Regions from separate parts of the Sus scrofa genome. Here all the other regions are linked to region 2. A link is a contact called in public HiChIP or PLAC-seq and promoter capture Hi-C data. All regions are on one chromosome and are shown on one strand. The core of a region is the stretch at or near the end of the contact, and the rest is flanking DNA. Distances in the headings are between cores, read along the strand shown. Region 1 holds the start of NAT8 (N-acetyltransferase 8). Region 2 holds the start of MOB1A (MOB kinase activator 1A). Region 3 holds the start of STAMBP (STAM-binding protein). Region 4 holds the start of ACTG2 (actin, gamma-enteric smooth muscle).

Region 1 (2,700 bases), core at 176-2,675, 400 kb before region 2:
CTGCACCTTCTGCAGGGTGGGCTTCTTACTGGGCAGCGCTCCCACCATGCCCACCAGCTGCCCCTCAGACTCAGCCACCCAGAAGCAGGAGCCACTCTCACTGAAGTAGGACTTGGTGATGTCAGACAGGTCTGTTCGCAAACACCTGGCTTCAAACTGGGCCCAGGGGTATTTGGCAAGGAACCACAGGGCACCAAGGAGAGAGGCGCTGGCCATGAGGGCCAGGACCCAGGAGCCAGAGATCAAGAATAGGGCAAGGGGTCCCCCAAGCAAGAGCACAAGAGTTCGGGGCAGCTTCAGGACGCAGCAGAAGGTGGCGGGAATGTGCTCAGTCACCAAGTGAGAGAACGAGCCCAGGACCCACTTGCGGTCTTTTTCCTGGTATTTGCGGATGCAGTAAGGAGCCATGGAAGACTTCTGTGTCTGAATCTCAGAATTCAGGAGACCGAGTGAGGTGTCTCTGTCCACCTTCCTAGCAGCCCTGCGGGAGAGAGGGAATCATGTGAGTGGCCTGTCCTCCCACCTCCCACGAGTGGGGACAACTCTGCTCAAGGATGTGTCATTCTGCTTCTACTCAAGAGGAATTAGGCTGCAGCCACTGGGAGGAGGTGCTAGGCTAAGAAAGACCTGCTTTTGATCCTACCTCCGTGCCCACCCTTGGGCATTTTGCATATTCTTCTCTAAGAACCTGCCTTCTACATATGCACACTATCCCCCCTCCCCCTTCCCCCGTACATTGGGGTGGCACCAGGCAGCAGCCAAACACGTGTCTCCTGCCCTTTGGTCCCTCTTGCAGGGACCATACACTGCTGGAATCCTGTGTGTCTAAGTACAAGTTTCAGCAAAAGCTCCATCCCCCTTAATTACAAATTTCCAGGCTATTGAGGTGGCATAAGAGCCAAACATCAAAAATGGCCCAGGCTTGAGAACCAGGGAGGGTCCGGACCACCAGGCCACACTTGGGCACTGGCCTTCCACCCATAACTCCTCACCTGCTATCACGAGAGTCTTGAGTTCTCCAAGGCAGCTTCAGCCTGGCCTCTGGCCTCAGCCTCCAGCTGGCATCAAGGAGTGACTGTGCAGGGCCCGTTCCACTTCTGGGGACTAGGTCCTGGATGGCCACCTCATTGGCTGGCTCCTGGGCGTTTGTTAATCATAAACCCCAGGATCAAGGAGCTGGACTGTGATGGGCGGCCCATTTTCTGTTTCCTCATCACTGGGGAACCAGCCAGGGCCTGAAATAGCTCAGGTGTCCTTGGTCTGGTGGACAGCCTACACGCCCTGCCGTGGCAGTTTACCTGGCACCGTGGGTGCTCTCTGATGCCGCCTCTGCCCCTCCACACGGCTGCTTTGAGCCAGGGGAAAGCCCATCTCAACCTGTGCTGTTAGCACAGGCCAGAACCCAAGTCCCATAACTTAGCACACAAGGTCCTTCACGGCAGAGTGCAGACAGCAGGGGCCTGGCCATGCAGGACCTTCGTCCAGGTCAAGAGTTTGGACTCGTTCCAGGAGCATCAGAAGGCCACTGCTATGCTTCTAGCTGGAGAGCACCATAAGCAGAGGGGGTGTGTGTGGTGGTGTGCACTAACTTCCTTACCCCCCAGAGGCTAGTGCAATGGTCCAGGTGGAAGAAGGTCCTCCCGATACAGATGGGCAGTTTGCTCACTGCTCAAGAACACCTTGTGGGAATTAAAAACCAAGCCACAAGCCTGGCACAGAGCTGAGTGTGACCAAAGGAAACATAACTTTTCCTTATTTGATCAGAATGCTGTCCACTAAACTGTGCATCCAATAGGTTGTATCTGGGTGAGGGGGCTGCCTTACTCAATGTACATAAACTCCTAAGTTTTGCCATCAGGGGTCCTACAAGAGAAAGCAGTGGCTTGGACTAGAGTGGGGTTGTGGGTAGTGTGACCTGGCCCACTTGGGGGGTAGGCAGAAATGGCATGGGTTAGTGATGATCTGAGGATGAAGAAGGGGTTGGAGAAGATAGCCAGGATTCTGGTAGAAGCACCTGGGAGGATGCTGGAGAGAGACCAGACTTGGCAGCTGCAACCCGGGGCTGGTGGATGCGGGCTGCTGAGGCTCCGGCACCCATCAAGGCCTCAAGGGTTTAACTAACATGAAGTCTGGGTGGTGAGCTACAGGCATGTTACATTGTTTTCAGTAAAATGTAATATTTTCTTTAAATGGTTCAATGTCAAGCCAAATTTGAGGATTCACAAGAGACAAGAGGGTTCCAAATGACTATTGCTTATGAGTTTAATATTAACCAGTGAGAAACCAAGCTGAGGAGACAGGGCTGTGAGCTGTCCCTGCCATCTGTCTCCTGTATCCTCACCAGCCTCTGTGGCCTCAACACCTGGTGGCCTCAGTTTACATTCAGGCTTTTCAACCTTCCTCACAGCCATGAACAATGATGATGAGGATCTGTTGACATGAAAAAAAAATTGTCAAAATATAGCACCAAGCTATTAAAGCTTATAAGACAGTGTTTTCATTTATTTTTTTGAAAAATAGAAAAAAATAATTTATACACACAAGCATGCAGAGAGGAAAGTGTGAACGGTTCCACCACACTTTGGTGGCCATTCCTTCTGGACAGAGGAAGCAGGCAGTTCTCTGGGTAGGAGATGACCTCTGGAAGTTTAGCACATTCCAGGCTCTTGGCCCCACTTTCAGATGATGGAACTGCTTGAG
Region 2 (2,755 bases), core at 228-2,727:
CAGTACAAAAATCTGTACGCAGTTCACAGCAGCGTACAGAATATCCAAAAAGTGGAAATTCAAATGTCCATCAACAAAACAAAGTTTAAAAGAAATAAACAGCCTCACATTTAGGTCCAAAAAGCAAATAAGAATTGTGCATCCACAAACAATTAACTAAACATTAAAAGAAGAAAAAGACCGGAAGGAGGGGGTAGATAACGGTCTAGTAATAAGGAAACTTTAAAATATAAATCGGATTTTTTGATATGGTGATCATACTTTAAAAAAAATCCAAAGAGGGAAAAAGCGATTTAGACAAAGATACTCTTAGTAGTGCTATTTTATAACTGCAAAGTATTAGAAAGAATCCAAATTTCTCACAATAAATGGGGTAAACTGTAGTTATGAAACACTATGTAATTTAATAAAACTTGGAAAAAATGCCAAGTACGTGGGTAATGCCCATAACTAAAAATGGATATGTATTTGCTCATACAAGACATGTTAAAGCAAAATAATAAGAGCCCCCTGAGAATAACACGTAAGGTGCTAGAGCAATGCTTCTCAAAGCTAAATGTGCTTAAGAATCATCAGAGTTACACTTTCCCATTTAAGCCGCACTTGCGCCCAGACGTTATCTCTAAAATAAGAGTCTACCGAGTTAAAACGCAGTTAGCTAATTATACAAATTCACAAAGTGGGCTGGATCAGAATTTGGACACAAGGCCGCCAGCTTAACTTTCAGCTTCTCAAACTGCGGCACTCCACATTTTCCGCGGGGGTAACCGAATACTGATGACAATAAAGGGGGACGTATAGTAGAGTAAAAAGCCAAATCTGTATGGATCGTTACCAAAAGGCTGGAGACCGGAGAAAAATTGGAAGCCCCAAGCGGGGCCCATGGCTCCGCCCCTAGATCATCCCTCTGCCCTCAGGCGCACTCGGGCGGAAAAGTTTCGGCGGCGCCGCCGGCCTCGGGGCCTTCCTACTCCCCAACTTTCTCGCTCCGCTTCCTCTGCCTCGACCTTCACCTCCGTCTGCCTCTGACCACAACCAGGCTTCCCTGCGACCCCGAGCGGTGGCAAAGCAAGAGCCGGGTACGCCAGCCCCGACCCCGGGACCCGCCCTCTCCTCAGGCTCCCACTGGCCCCCTCCACGACCTCGGCCCTCAGCCCCCTCAACCCTGAAGCCCTGGGCCGGGCCACACTCACAAGAGGAAGCTCATCTTCTATCCTCAGAGCGGAGGGGAGGGGCCGCTCGCCCCCGCCGAGGTCAGGATTCGGAGTCCGCGCGGGACTGAGGGGGATCCGAAGGTCCTCAGCCGGCGGACAGCGGATGCCCGCGACGCTGCAGCTCGCAGCCGGGGTCAAGCCGCTGCAAGCAGGTGCGAACTACTGCACCCGCCTCGCCTTCCTCCCCGACTTTACGGACCCGAAATGCGGAACCAGCAAAATCTCGCGAGCGAAAGCTTCGTTCAGCCCCGCCCCACCGAGAGGGACTCGGCACGCCCCTTTTCCTTGGGCCGGCTCCTCCACCTGAGCCAATCAGGGACCTTTACGCCGGGACTTCCGCTGAACAAGTTGCCCTGGACTTGGAATCCTCTGCCTGCGATGCTGATGTGCGTGGTCCAGGTTGAAGCAGCTCTATTTTGTCCCAGTTATCTAGATGTCAGATGGCTATGTGTGCGAAATTTTTTACTTAACGTTAATTTGATTTTTTAAGTTGAGATGTAATTTACACAGCATAAAATTCGCCGTTTTTAAAAATATGCTTCAGTGGTTTTCCCACATATTCGGACTTGTAGAGCGGTAACAATTACCTATTTCTAGAACATTTTCCCATCACTTCCAAAGGAAACGGGTACCCATTAGCAGTCGCTCACCATTCCTCCCTACTCCCATCCCTTGGCGACATCTAGTCTACCTTTTTATATGAGTTTGCCTAATCTGGATATTTCAAATAAGTGGAATTGTACAATATGTGCACAATCTTCGTGATTAGTTTCTTTTACCTGATCATGTTATCAAGATTCATCCATGTTGGAGATCCTGTGTTAGCTCCGCAGGTCAGAACCCAGCATGGTGTGCATGAGGATGAGAGTTCCATCCCTGGACTCGCTTGGTGGGTTAAAGATGTGGGGTTGCCACAAGCTGCGGTGTAGGTTGCAGATACCGGTTGGATCCTGCATTGCTGTGGCTGTGGCCTAGTCCGGTGGGCAGCTGCAGCTCTGATTCAACCCTAGCCTGGGAACTTCCATGTGTCGCAGGTATGGCCCTAAAAAGAAAAAATAGAAAGATTCATCCTTGTTGTAGCAGGTATCTGTTCTTCATTCATTTTTTATTATGAGCACTATTCCATTGTATAAATATACCACATTTTGTTTATCCATTCATCTGTTGATGGACTTTGTGGTTGTTTCCAGCTTGGGGCTATTAGGAATAAGGCCATTAGGAACATTCCTCTGTGGGATTTTGTGTGGATGAATGTGTTCTTTTCTCTTGGGTATGTGCCTGGGAATGACTGGGTCATATACTAACTATGTATTTATCTTTGGGGGGAACTGCCAGATTGTTTTCTAAATTGGATGCACTATTTTACCTTCCACTGGCGAATAACTGAGGGTTTTGCTATTTCCACATCCTTGATAACATTTGTTACTGTGTATCTTTTTTATTATAGCCGTTCTCGTGGGTGCGAAGTGGTAGCTCCAGATTTTGATTTGCATTTCCCTGTTGGCTGATGTTAAGAATCTTTTCAAGTGCTTATTGGCTAT
Region 3 (2,700 bases), core at 82-2,581, 340 kb before region 2:
AGCCTGGGAACCTCCATATGCCGCGGGAGCGGCCCTAGAAAAGGCAAAAAGACAAAAAAAAAAAAAAAAAAAAAAAAAGTTTACACAATGAAATTTACTTTTTTGATAAGATTTTAATTTTTTCTATTATAGTTGATTTACAATGTTCAATCAATTTCTACTGTACAGCAAAGTGACCCAGCTATACACACACGTATATACACCATCTTTTTCTCACGTTATCCTTCATCGTATTCCATCACAAGTGATTAGATATAGTTCCCTGTGCTATACAGCAGGATCTCATTGCTTATCCACTCCAAATGCAATAGTTTGCATCTACTAACCCCAAATTTCCAGTCCATCCCACTCCCTCCCCCCAAAATGAAATTTACTTTTAAAAACTTATCTTTCGCTGCCTATGGAATGTGGAAGTTCATGGGCCAGGGATCGAATCAAGCTTCTGGAGAGATAGTGATGGATCCTTAACCCAGGGCGCCAAAAGAGAAGTCTGAAATTTACTTTTAGATTCTACTAGTGGAAACCGCTAGAATGACTGCTCATCTACCGAATTACTCTTCCTCTGAAAACCTTGCCAACAGCCAAGATGGACCTTAACAGCCAAGGAGTCCACTGCGGCCTCTCTGGCCACAAAGGTTTCTCTGGACACTAAGTTTCTGAATGTGGCAATGAACAAAACTAAGGTGAAATCGAGCTGAGAATTGAGTAATTTCTAAAAATAAGTGAAGGAAAATTCACAGAGAGCAAATTTCCACACAGAGAAGACCCGAGGATATGTATTTAGCTATAAAAATAAAAGTAAAAACACAGCTCATCTCCTGATTTTCCAATGACATTCATTCAGACACACCTAGTAGAAGATATAGGGCATGGACAGGCTGATAGTGATAGGGGTCAACTTGCAATCAGTTTTAATAGAGTTTGTACAGTTTTCTCCAAAGAACTGGGACAAGGTAGCTTTCAGAATTGACATAAGCATTTAACACACCTCACAAATATGAAGGACGTGAAGGCATGGGGTAAACCTGAGTGACCAGACTCTAATTCCAAAAAATGTATGCTTTATGTAATAGATTTTATTTGATTCCATACTTTCTAAGCTTGTTTAAGATATGTTGCATTACAACTCGTGTAGCTTTTCACTCGGAGGGAATGCATCGGTCCATTTACGGTGTTCGTATTAATCTAAAAACAAAAGTTAGCTGGGTCCTTTATTTGTTTCCCACTCCTTCCGCGCTGATTTTCCTTTACCAAAATGGCCTCCCCCCAGCTCTCTTCTCATTGGTGGGTTTTTTTCCGCAGGTGACAGCTCTAACCCCGCCCCCAGACACTGCCCCGGGTCCTAAGTTCTTGGGAGTTTAACTGATAGCCCAGTTGGAGGGGGCGGGGCGGGGGCCGGATGTGACGTTTACGGAAGCTCCGAGAGTCATTCGCGGGGACAGGTGGGGAAGGGTCCCGGGAATGTGGTGGGGCTTGGGTGCTGAGCGTGGTCTGACAGTGACGCGGAGTGGCGGCCGTGAGTGTGGGACCTGCAGCCCACTCCTCCCCGCACCGCCTGCCCAGCCCTCTGCGCGCGAGTTCCCTGACGGCTCCGGTGCCCAGTCGGGCCCAGCGCGCCCCCGCCTACCTCATGGGCCCTTATGCTGTTGTCAAGAGGTCCCTCTCCGCTGTATACGCCCCCATCGCTCTTCCCGCTGCTTCCTTTTTCCTTCTCATGTTTACCCCTTGGTCCTTTACGGCACCACCTCTCTGGAGTATTGCTCAGCTCTGTAGTACTGGGCACCACCTGCTGGTCTCGGGAGTGGATTCCATTCGCGACAAAAATATCCTCTACAGAGAGACAGGGAAGAGCAACGAGCTTCCTCTGTTTCAGATAGCTTTGATGGGCTTTGCCCTGAATTTACTAATTAGACAACTGGGGGAGGTTTTAGATTTGCTAGTGGCTTTCTGAGCCCTTAAAAAGGCTCCTTACAGGAGACAGAATGCCTCTACATCCCTGGTAGTCCCCACAGCTTTTGTACTATGGGGGTGTATGAGAAGCAGCAGCTTGGTGGAGAAAGTGTCACTTAGAGATAGAATTGGCCTGGAGAAAACTATCTCTTAGGGAGGGGTTGGAGTGGAAAACAACAACAGTGTATAGACAAATGAAACTGAAATGTAAAGGTTTCTAGGCAGATATGAATCATGACTGAAGCAAAAGATCTCTGTGGGGAATGAGTAAGGTTTAAGATTCAAAGGAAAAAATGGGCCATTTGACACAGGGTCTTGAATTTCAAAACCTGTGGTAGCTTGTGTATATTCTAGAACATGCTGGTTAGGGTGTGCTGTAATTCAGTATGTAAGGTTGGAAGTTAGAATCTGATTCTAGCAGTAGCAATATCCAGAAAGATTCTAGAGGGGTTCCTTGGTGGCTCAGTGGCTTAAGGATCTGGTGTTGTCACTGTTGTGGCTTGGGTCACTGCTGTGGCACAGGTTCGTTTCCTGGCCTAGGAACTTTTGCATGCCCTGGGCCTGGCCAAAAAAAGAGAGAGAAAGATTGTAGATTACTGCAGTATGAGTCCCAGGTGGTGTTTTGTTGTGTTGTGTTTTTTTTTTTTTCTTTCAAGTTACCTTTGTGTCCTTTTGTTATTCGAAGAGCGCTTAGTCTTTGAAGATAGATTCCAATAAATTGCGTTCTAGATCAAAAATCCTTGCCCTGAA
Region 4 (2,700 bases), core at 75-2,574, 270 kb before region 2:
TGGCTGCACCTGTGGCCTATGGAAGTTCCCAGGCTAGGGTTAGAATCAGAGCTGCAGCTGCCGGTCTTCATCACAGCCACGCAATGTGTGGTCAGGGCCGCATCTGCCACCTATGCTATAGCTTGCGGCATCCCCTGATCCTTAACCCACTGAGCGAGGCCAGGGATAGAACCCCCAACCTCATGGATATAAGCCAGGTTCTTAACATGCTGAGCCACAATGGGAACTCCTTGGATCTGCATGTCTTAACACATCCCAGGTCATGCTGTTACTGCCTTCCATTCGGCCTGGGGACCATACTTTGGGAACTGCTGGGTTTGAAGGTGGGGCAGAGTCAGGAAGCCGTGCTGGGCAGGACCAAAGTCTGAAGCAGGGTAGCGCCAGCTATATGACAAGAAGGCTGCAGAGCATTTCTGAGGCGAGGGGCAGCAGGAAGGACCCAAGTGGGTGTGGGCAGGAGGGAGAGAGGAGAGCAAGGAATCCAGACCAATTCAGATTTCTAGCTTGAAGGACCAAGGGGAAGGCCTCAGAAGTAGGGAACCCAGGAGGCAGAGCAGCATTGAGAGTAGGGGTCAGGGATTCAGCTTTGAAGGCTCATCTGGGTTGAGCTGTTCAATAGGCAATCCGTACTTTTCATCCGGGTCAGGCATGTGGTTTTGGGACAATATAGAGGTGAAAGTAATTGCCACAGACCCCAGAGCTGCTGGTTTGGGAAACAAACAGCTACTCAGGAAGGGGACGTGAACTATGAGAACAAAGCAGCAACCACAGGACTGTGGACACACGTCTCCAAGCTTGTGAGTCCTCTTAGGTGTGGCACAACGCTAAGGCCATAAGTCCCAATGTTCAGGGACTGGCACAGGGAACCCAGGAAGAAAAGGGGACAGGGAAGGGCCAGGGGAGGCTTAGGCTGTCCTGGGCCTCCCAGTGACTCAGCCCAGGGGTCAGGAGCTAGTGTGAGGGGCAGCGGGGGAGGAGGGCACGTGGGATTGCTTCCCCAGGATGGCTGGCATTTCCCTTCAGCTTTTAGCTGTCCTGGGCTTGTGCCAGACCAGGCACAATGGCCTCCATTTGGGGGACACTGCAGAGGTGTCCCAGGCTGGCCCCAGGGGGGTGTGGTGGGGGGGCAGGCGGCCTGGTCTGAGAAGGGAGGTGTGGAGGGAGGAGGCCCACTGCCATTCTTGGTATGGTTCTCTCTCCAGGAGCAGAACTGCATCTGGCCTCACTCTGGGCAGCTTATAAGGCCTGGTGTGAGTTTTGTTTATGCAAGTGCAGCATAAAAGGAACAAATCTGCCAGCACCGGGGCTGTGGCCTCTCGAGGCCTTTTGCATACATTTTTCAAATGATAATTCACCCTACCCAACCCCCTTCCCCACCCCCCAAGGCCAATTTATTGAAAAAACCACCTTATATGGTAATATTGCTAACACACCGTCAGCTGGCCTTTTTAGGGACTCTGTTTAAAGAAGATCCGCCTCTGGGGTTTTATATTGCTCTGATATTTCTGCCAAAGACACACCAGCCCTCAGTCACTGGGAGAAGGACCTCTCTTACCCTCGGTGAGTACCGCACAGCTTTCCCAGGCTCTTCCTTTCTGGGTGCAGGAGGCGCCTCTAGATTGGCCTGGCGTCCGTGACGCTGGCCCAGGTCACACGTCAAGGCCCTCAGTGTGCAGTGGTGCCTGCGAGCACACCGCTGCCTGCCAGCAAAAGGCATCTCTGGTCATGGGACATCCTGGGCAGGGACAGCCAGGACCAGGGCTCCCTGTCCTCCTAACTGGGTGGTGCGTAGGCTGTGTCACCCGCGGTCTCTATTCAGGCCGCTCCCCAGGGCCAGCACGGATCTACAGCCTCGTGGCTTGGAATGTCCGGGAGGCTGTTTCAGGGGAGCAGACGCTTTTTTGAAAAATGGCTTCTTGGGGTATTTGAATCCAAACCAGTGTGGTCCCTGTGTCCGTGAGATATCATGTTGGGAACGGGAGAGGATTTTATTTTCTTCAGACCCCTGTGGGTTCTCCGGCCTCTGACTCAGGCTTGGCTAAGAGTTTTCTTAGCCTTGAAGGCTCCAGGATCATTGGAAAATGCAAAAATTCAGCAGTGGGGTGGGCAAGGGTCCTGGGGCTTCATGTGGATTCAGGGTTGGAAGGGATGTGGAACCATCTAATTCATTCTCTGGTGAGGACTCTGAGGCCTAGAGAAGTTAAAAAACTTGTCCCAAAGACCCACACCCGGCTGTGAACCTCTCCACCAAGGCCCCTGTCCTCTCCCAATGGCACACACAAACACACAAGCATAAGCAATTAGAAGGAGGGAGTTCCCTGGCAGTTCAGCAGGTTAAGGATCTGACATCAATGCTGTAGCTTGGGCCATTGCTGTCACGTGGGTTCGATCCCCAGCCCGGGAACTTCTGCATGCCGTGGGTATGGCCAAAAAGTAACAATGAGGAAGAAAATGAGATCGAGGGGCTGTGTCCACTTTTGTGATCAGAGTCTGCTAGCATCTCCTTACAGCTGAGGCTGGCTGCTGTAGTGGTGCGGACTGCCCAGCTACCAAAGTTACTGGGTGACCTCAATTTCCTAACCTGTAAATGGGAGCAATAGTAATGCTATCTACCTGGCGGTGCTGTTAGAAAGATTAGCTGAGATAACACATGCATAAAGCCCTCCACTCAGTGCTGTCAGGGCCTGACCCTTTAAGAAC

The links. Promoter capture Hi-C pulls out the DNA fragments that hold promoters and counts their contacts. HiChIP or PLAC-seq counts read pairs in DNA pulled down with a chosen protein or histone mark.
Region 1: a contact with region 2 is called in a promoter capture Hi-C map of liver, with 4 times the contacts expected there. The contact joins the promoter of NAT8 here to the promoter of MOB1A in region 2. A contact is called at or near these places in 1 of 5 promoter capture datasets (liver) and 1 of 2 datasets of contacts at active chromatin or transcription factors (alveolar macrophages).
Region 3: a promoter capture Hi-C map of fetal liver shows a contact between it and region 2, with 4 times the contacts expected there. The contact joins the promoter of STAMBP here to the promoter of MOB1A in region 2. A contact is called at or near these places in 4 of 5 promoter capture datasets (fetal liver, fetal skeletal muscle and liver), 1 of 47 Hi-C or Micro-C datasets (fibroblasts) and 1 of 2 datasets of contacts at active chromatin or transcription factors (alveolar macrophages).
Region 4: an H3K27ac HiChIP or PLAC-seq map of alveolar macrophages shows a contact between it and region 2. The contact joins the promoter of ACTG2 here to the promoter of MOB1A in region 2. A contact is called at or near these places in 1 of 5 promoter capture datasets (fetal liver) and 1 of 2 datasets of contacts at active chromatin or transcription factors (alveolar macrophages).

Annotation. Positions count from the first base shown.
Region 1 is chr3:69,249,051-69,251,750 of Sscrofa11.1, reverse strand. It overlaps NAT8 (N-acetyltransferase 8), which reads right to left and starts at 1,425. Exons shown (of 2, transcript XM_003125006.4): 1 at 993-1,425; 2 at 1-481. The coding sequence starts at 408.
Region 2 is chr3:68,851,191-68,853,945 of Sscrofa11.1, reverse strand. MOB1A (MOB kinase activator 1A) reads right to left here and starts at 1,477. Exons shown (of 6, transcript XM_021087363.1): 1 at 1,194-1,477. The coding sequence starts at 1,207.
Region 3 is chr3:69,186,887-69,189,586 of Sscrofa11.1, reverse strand. It overlaps STAMBP (STAM-binding protein), which reads left to right and starts at 1,331. Exons shown (of 10, transcript XM_003125008.4): 1 at 1,331-1,442.
Region 4 is chr3:69,120,166-69,122,865 of Sscrofa11.1, reverse strand. ACTG2 (actin, gamma-enteric smooth muscle) reads left to right here and starts at 1,324. Exons shown (of 9, transcript XM_021087371.1): 1 at 1,324-1,560.